Linked DNA regions of Mus musculus: region 1 is linked to region 2. Evidence: chromatin contacts called from public HiChIP or PLAC-seq data. All regions are on one chromosome and are shown on one strand. Each heading gives the region's core, a stretch centred on a gene start, on an enhancer-like site or on the middle of the called end of the contact. The rest is flanking DNA. Distances are from core to core; before and after follow the strand shown. Region 1 overlaps Gm38791 (a long non-coding RNA gene). Region 2 has its middle 78 kb from the start of Gm38791.

Region 1 (3,817 bases), core at 23-2,522, 87 kb after region 2:
TGTAACCTTAGGGCAAAGGCAAAAGGCAGCCACAATTTTTTTTTTTTTTTTTTTTTTTTTGGTCAAAATATCACCATAGTCTAGTAGTTATTACTGTTTCCCTTTGAAACTGTTATGGGGTACCTGAAGAAGAAAACTCCCAAGGTGCCTGAATAAATCATATGAAGTCTTTATTCACTACCATTTGTCCCAATCTCCAGTTTGTTCAAGTTTTAAAAGGCAAAAACTTCAATTGTAACATATACAGAAAAGTAGCTCTAGACATGTATAGTAAGCAAACATTGTTTTCAGAGACAGCAGTTAAGTAGTCAGGCAGTTCTTATAACCTTTAGGTCAGGGACATATTGTATAAGAATTTATGACTGGTCCAGAGACCAGTTTACTCTAGGAATTTATGGTTAATTTATGGCTGGCCTAAGTGAGCCAAAACCAGTTTGCCCAAGATAGTTTTAGTTCTTAAAGTATTCTTAGGAGCCGGGCAGTGGTGGTGCATGCCTTTAATCCCAGCACTTGGGAGGCAGAGGCAGGTGGATTTCTGAGTTCGAGGCCAGCCTGGTCTACAAAGTGAGTTCTAGGGCAGCCAGGACTACACAGAGAAACCATGTCTCGAAATTAGGAATATTTTCACATGATGGTATAACTATAGTTCAGCAGCCACTATAAAACGTCTTGAGCTAGACCTCCATAGTTCATACTGACCTCAGCACTACTGTCTTCCGAGCCACTACTAGGATGGCCCATTAAGCCCGGAACACAGCGTTCAAAAGCTTTGTTCATCGAAAGTCCCAAGTCTTCACGCTTTTCTAACAACACCGTGGTCACTCCCAGCTTTTGTCCTAGTCATTCTTTTTCAAACCACCACAAATGCTACTCTCTTTCCCAACATATGATGATATAAAGGCCTGTACCATTTGTACAGAATCTCTTCAGAGTCTCCAGTCATAAAATGCACCAGTTGTGGCCACCCGATCTCGACTTCCTAGCCTACAAAACTGTGAGCCAAATAAAGTTTGGTTCTTAATACTCTACTCACTCTGTGGCAAATAATTATAGCCACAGATGTAGTACTCGCACACTACTAGTACTGTCCCATGAAATGCAAACTTTGGTAAGCAGTGTTTAAGAGCTTGGGTGGACAGTAATCCCTATCGAGAGTGGGCTGGACAGTGGAGGGTTTAGAATCTTTCCAGTGAGTTGACTTTGCTACAGGCACAGAAAGGCCATCTGAGTGGAACAAAGGCCCTAAGGGCCAATTAGCATCTAGACACCGTGGTGCCAGCATTGATACTCACGATGAGCTAAGATAAGAACACCGGATATCCAGGGAACCATGAGTTAGCAGCTTATACAAATAAACAATGATGTAATCCCTGGTTATGTAACTATGAGTCATCTCTGGCAAGATGCCACTTTTGTCTGATTCTTTGTAACTATACTACTGAAACCTGGAAGTGGGGTGCTTGACTGCCTTCGCCAGAGTGAATAAAGTATGTTCCATCTGCTTCCAGCTCCCTGAAATTATCACTCCCTGGCTGTAGAGCTCAGGTCTCACACCATCCAAAGCTTTTTAATGGAAAATTGTCTGGGTTTGTATTTTAGAGAAACATTTGTGGCGATGGTTTTGAAGATGAGGCCAAATAGGAGGAACCTTGAGCAAGAAGGATATTATTCTGTTCTGTATTCTATAGACAAAATTTATAGCCCCTTTGAGTCTTTGAAGCTGTTTTATTTTACTCATTAAGTTTTAGGTATGTAGCCTATTTATTAACAGAAAGGGCCTACCTACAGAATCATTTGTTTTTCGACACACCCACTGTGTAGCTTTTGTTCTTGGTTCTCTGGTCTCAGACACGAGGACCTTTGTTCTACTTAAGTTTGACTTCATTTCACACAACCTAGAATTATCTGCAGAAAGTCTTAGGAGTTATCTTGATCAGGGTGGCTTGCCTGTGGGACACTGTCTTTTTCTTTTCATTATTTATTCTATGTGGTATGGATGTTTTGCCTGCATGTGTCTCCACACCATTTTCATGTCTATTGCCTGGGGAGGCCAAAAGAGGCATCAGATTCCGAGGAACTGGAGTTACAGATGAGTTGCGAGCTGCCATGTGAGTGCTAGGAATGGAAACCAGGTCCTCTGGGCAGAGTAGGCAGTTCTGGTGGAGTTTCCTGATTGTTAATTGATATAGAAAGACTCAGTGTAAATGTAGGTGACACAGTTCTCTGAGTCAGACTTCAGGCTATATACCAGTAGAGGAAGCTAACTGAGCACTAAGCAAGCAAGAAATGATCTTTGTCCTGTTCTTGACTGTGGATGTGTTATGTGGTGCTTTGCATGAGAAATGTTCCCGCCCTCTCCGGTATTTGGACATGTGGTTACCAGCTGGTGGTGCTGTCTGGGGGAAATTTAGGTAATGTAGCTTTGCCAGAAGATGCCCGTTACAGTGCAGGCTTTGAGGTTACATAGCCCATCCATCCTCCAGTTCTTTTTTGTTTGTTTGTTTGTTTTTGTTTTTGTTTTTTTGAGACAGGGTTTCTCTGTGTAGCCTTGGCTGTCCTGGAACTCACTTTGTAGACCAAGCTGGCCTCGAACTCAGAAATCCGCCTGCCTCTGCCTCCCGAGTGCTGGGACTAAAGGTGTGTGCCACCACACCCAGCTGAAACCCTGTCTTGGAAAAAAAGAAAAAGAAAAAGGATGTGAGCTCTCCATCAAGTGGACTTCACCCATCCAGAACGTAAGCTGAATAAACCTTCTCTACCATAAGTTGCCATGGTCATGGATTTTTTTTTTTTTGGTTTGTTTGTTTGTTTGTTTGTTTGTTTTTAATCAGAGCAAAAGACAAGTAACCAATGCCTGATGTGATGATTTTCTGCCTTGACTTGCCAGCAGTGATGGACTATGTCCTGGAAGAGTAAGCTAAATAAACTCTTTCTTTCCTTATGCTGCCTTTTGTCAGGATATTAAAATATCACAGCTATAGAAATGAAACTAGAACCATCCTGACATGCCAGCGCCTGCCATGGGCTTTACTCCTTGTTCATATCTCCAGGTCACCACAGAACTTGCTGTCTAGACCACTGGCCATAACCTGGTTGGATTCTCCATCCTTCTGGGTTCACGATTCTACCTGATGCTGAGTACACACTCTGCCTCATCCTTGGTGGGTTCTCCGGCCATCTCAGAGAGGTCAGCCTCTGTCTTCAACACCACATGAATGTATGTCACACTGCTATTCCTGCTTCAGCTGGTAGGGAATCAAACCCAAGTGACTCCACCACTGAGTGACAGACATACTCATATCACCCACATCCCCCCTCTTTTGAAAATTATCAACTTTATTTTAAGTAGCATAGTAAGTGATAGGTTTCTGTGCTTTAAAAACAAACAACAAAACAAAACAAACAAACAAACAAACAAAACTATATAGCTTTGGTTGTCTTATAAGTCACTATGTAGACAGGGTTGGCCTTGAACTCACAGAGATCAACAGCCTCTGCTCCCTGTGTCCTGGGATTAAAGGCATGTGCCACTATGCCAGGGGCTAGGTTTTTTTCAGACACGCCTTTTTTGTTTCTTCCCAACCTTCCCATCTCCCTGTATCCACATACTGGTTCCCACACCTCACTTAGTAACCTGTGTCCTGCTTTCATGTTAGACGGGTTCCATTGTTCCTTTGTTCTCCCCTTCCCTTAAGATTTCTTTTGTCCCTGTCATGGACCCCTTCCTAGTCTCATGACCTATGCTCACCCCCCTCCAATATATACATAAAAATTAAATCAATTCCATTCATTTTCCTGCCAATATCATTATTTCATT
Region 2 (3,924 bases), core at 1,166-3,665:
TTTGGTTTTTATGTTTATGTTTTACCTGCATGTATGTATGTATGTATGTATGTATATATGTACATATGTATGTATGAAAGTACCTATGGAGGCCAGAATACTACATCATATCTTCTAGGCTTCAAGGAGATTGTGAGCTACCATATGAGGGCTAGGAATCAATCCTAGTTGCTCTGCAGGGCAAGTGTTCTCAACTGCTAAGCTATCTCTCCAGCCACAGTTCTGTGTGTGTATGTATATGTGTGTGTATAGTAAGTTGTTGCTCAGACTTTTAAAAATCCATCACATTTTTTTCCAATACAAGTACTTCCCCTGTTAAAGAAGAACTAGTCCTAGTAGCATTGCGGTTTTATGTAAAGCCATAGTGCCATGCTCAATCCCTAGTGTTCCCCTGAGAGTAAACTACTGTCAGCCAAGATTATCACTATGAAAGTATAGACGCAATATGAAAATATAGTAATAGTCATATAAAAATGAAACAATCACCAATCAAGCACCAGTCCTTCTAGGAAGTAACCGACATCCCTGTGAGCATTAAATAGGTGATGTTGTGGTCGTGAATACAAAGGAAACAGAGCGAACCTGGTGATTCATATGAATCGACAGAGAAAACATAGAAGGAAGAGCATACAGAAAGTAGGGAACAGTATGGACAAGTGGGGGGCGGGTGTTGAGGCCGTTTTGGTTAAAAGGAGATTAAAGAAATGTAATCAGAAAACCTAAAACTGTCTGGGTGTGGTGACACACACATTCAGGTGACAGAAGCAAGAGGTTCTCTATATAGTGTGCACTCTACATAGCTCTCTACATAGACAGCTGGAGGAGATGTGTCACTGGGAGTGGACATTGAGGTTTCTCACGGATGCCCATAGATGAGAAGGTGAAGCTCTCTGCCATTGTGCTAGTGCCATGCTCATGCCATAATGATAATAGACTAACCCTCTGAAACTGTAAGCAAACCCCAGTTAAATGCTTTCTTTTATAAAAGTTGAGGTGCTTGGTCATGGTACCTCTTCACATTAATAGAAAAGAGACTAAGACAATAGTTCATCACCATTTGGGTCACAGATGCTGGTCATACTTCTGGGAAGTTCTTCAGGAGTCAGGCTGTGGATGTCTGAATGCATCGATGTCATGACATACAAGTAGAAGTCAGAGGACAACCAGCAGGAGTTGGTTCTCACCTTCCACCATGAGACTCCTAGAGTTTCAAATAGGTCATCATGCTTAGGGGTGGATGCCTTACCTATAAAGCCATCTTGCCAGCCTTGAACTTTCCATATAGCTCAGGTTAGCTTTAAAAGAATATAACAATTTGTTTAAAAATTGTTGTAATTTTGATAGTTATGTTCTTCTTTTACATGAGACGAAGTTATAATTTTTAAAATATTTGAAGGAGAGAAGGGAGGAGCAGTCAGGCATGGTGGCTCACACCTATAATCAGCACTTGAAAAGTTGAAACACAAGGATGGCTATGCTGTCTAGACTAGCCTGGGGTACAGAATAAGATCCTGTCTAAATCGCCCCCTCAAATAACCATCTTTAACTTTAGTTAGGACAAGCTACAGAATGGCTTGTGTAAAATTGATGTGATATATAAAGTAATTCAGAACAAAAGTTCAATGTAAATAACGTAATCACCAAAGGAATTAAAAAGTTTTTGAAAGTAAACAAAAGCACTCGTGCCTAGAAAAGTATGTATGTTGAGAAAAGTATATATATATTTAGGGTTCACACAGTATTTTGGTATTGACAGCTCTCCCATGGGCAAGAACTAGAACATTTATTTAATTTCAACTCAGATTCCAATTTAGTGTTCAAAACAGTATGTTAAATTTGACTTTCTTTTTTTCTATGTGAGATTTTAAAAATGGTCACCTTTAAAGGAAAGTTTGAAATTAGTCAAGGGAGAAGGAGCATAGCCTTGCAGTGTTCAGAATTTTAATGTTAAGATTTCAATGCGGTGCAGGGGGTAGCAGTACACAGCTGTGAACTCAGCCCCCCAGAGGCGAAGGGAGGAAGACCCGGAGTTTCAGACCAGTATTAGCTCCACAGCAAGATGGAAGGCAGTCTGGACAATATACAAGGACCAACAGCAACTATTGAAATTGACCCATGAAGGAAAACGATGGTGATGACTTCAGTGCGTGGAACTGAAAGAGACATTTACATTCTTCCCACCCAACTATTGCAATATATTTACTGCAGTAATATTTTGGTTTTCAAAAGTTTTCTAGAGTATATTAATGCACATAGTAATCATGTACTGGTTCCTTTTCTGTTGGTTTGATAAAACACTGTAGCCAAGGCAATTTATAGAAAAAATTATTTTGGCTTATGGTTGCAGAGAGAGAGTGTGTATCTATCTGAGGGGAAGTGACAGGCATAGTGGCAGGAACAGGATGCTGAGATCTCACATCCTGAACTGCAAACATAAAGCAGAGAGAATGAACTGGAAAGGGCTTTGTTAGTGTGCAGTCGATTCCACTGACCTGCCCTCGGGGAGCTCGCCATTGTTTACTTCATGACCTGCTCTGCCATTAGGTGTGACAGGTGTGTGTGTGTGTGTGTGTGTGTGTGTGTGTGTGTATGTAAAAGGACCACCTGCTTGCTCTCACTCTCTCACTGTGTGTGTGTTCCCAGGGTCCCTCCTTATCTCTCTGCCCCCCTTTTCTCTACTCTCATGGCTCTGCTCCTGTCTGCCTCTACCCCTTTCCCAAGCCGTCACTCCTCTCCCCTTTCCCCAATAAACCCCTTTCACAACAGGTTTGTTGCATGGCAGAATTACTCAGGGGCACACCTTGGCATGGACCCCACTAAAAGTACCTGCTCACCACAGTATATTTATTTCTTTTGTAACAGGCTTGAAGATCTTAGGCTCACAAATCCTACCCCAAGTAATGCACTTCTTGCAACAGGTCTCTCCTCATAAATTTCCTAATCGGCACGTCAAGGGGCTAAGTGTTCAAATACTCAGGATGTTTCTCATTTAAACCATCACAAATGGGTTTTTTTGGGGAGGGGGGCATGTTTGTGTATGTATGCAATGTATTTTGATCATATTTCCCCTATGCCCTCGCCCACTTCTATAGATAACTTGCCTCTACCCGAGTGTTTATTTCTTCATCTCTTTCTCTCTATGTGTCTCTTTCTTTCTATGTGTGTATTTATGAGTATGACTAGGATTACTAAAAGGAGCAAGGGTAATGTACCAGGAGCAACACCACTGAAAACCACGTCCCTCTCTGCCACACCAACCATAAATCCTCAGAAAGGGTTAGGACTTTGTAAGCCACCCACCCACAACTGTTATCTAAAATTCCTCATGAAGCACAGGGACTTGTAAACCCCATTCCCTCCATGATGTAGTAATGTAAGCTCAATCCTTTGAGTGTCTTGAACAGGTAGTCAGAGTTGCTGAGAACTCAAGAGCTCAATGTTCATGCCATCCCATAACACACTTTCCTCCAGGACTCATATTCTTTTTTTTAGTAATTGTTTTGCTCATTATCAATATATCTGGTTTCACAGGAACCATCAAGGAGAAGCTAAAAACTAGCAGGTCATCTTCCTGAAATGGTTACACTATGGACTGTCAAAGTTAATGACAGATTTGCTTCATTAGGCAAGGCTGAGAAGATTATATTTTAGGGAAGACTCCTGCTATTAATATGTTTTTCCTGTTATTGTTAAATACATATAACAGTCACTAGGTACTAGCCCATCCTTTTGAGCAGATCTCTGCAGAACAACAAAGATGTATTCTTTTTTACGTTTTAGATGTATTCTCTTGTAGTGATGCTATATACACAAATAGATGATTTCTTAATTTTTAGTTATGATCCTATAAGAATTCCTAAAGTTATATCAGTAATTATTATGTTATTTTTATAATAGGACTGTTATTAAGTCCTTTCTGATGTA

What was found. HiChIP or PLAC-seq counts read pairs in DNA pulled down with a chosen protein or histone mark.
Region 1: a contact with region 2 is called in an H3K27ac HiChIP or PLAC-seq map of the HPC-7 cell line, with 5 times the contacts expected there. The contact joins two enhancer-like sites. A contact is called at or near these places in 2 of 484 Hi-C or Micro-C datasets (bone marrow-derived macrophages and embryonic stem cells) and 8 of 115 datasets of contacts at active chromatin or transcription factors (the HPC-7 cell line, embryonic fibroblasts, embryonic stem cells and 3 more).

What each region holds. Positions count from the first base shown.
Region 1 is chr6:37,722,184-37,726,000 of GRCm38.p6, forward strand. The region is part of intron 3 of Gm38791 (a long non-coding RNA gene); the gene reads left to right. Among named protein-coding and RNA genes, the nearest start is that of Gm38791, 9.4 kb to the left of the region's middle. Within about 2 kb of position 1,273, at least 122 of the 459 cell types and tissues checked have an H3K27ac peak or open chromatin away from gene starts, as enhancers often do. A contact at or near this core is called in the HPC-7 cell line and regulatory T cells, where this site is marked.
Region 2 is chr6:37,634,231-37,638,154 of GRCm38.p6, forward strand. No RefSeq gene overlaps it. Among named protein-coding and RNA genes, the nearest start is that of Gm38791, 78 kb to the right of the region's middle. Within about 2 kb of position 2,416, at least 9 of the 459 cell types and tissues checked have an H3K27ac peak or open chromatin away from gene starts, as enhancers often do. A contact at or near this core is called in the HPC-7 cell line and regulatory T cells, where this site is marked.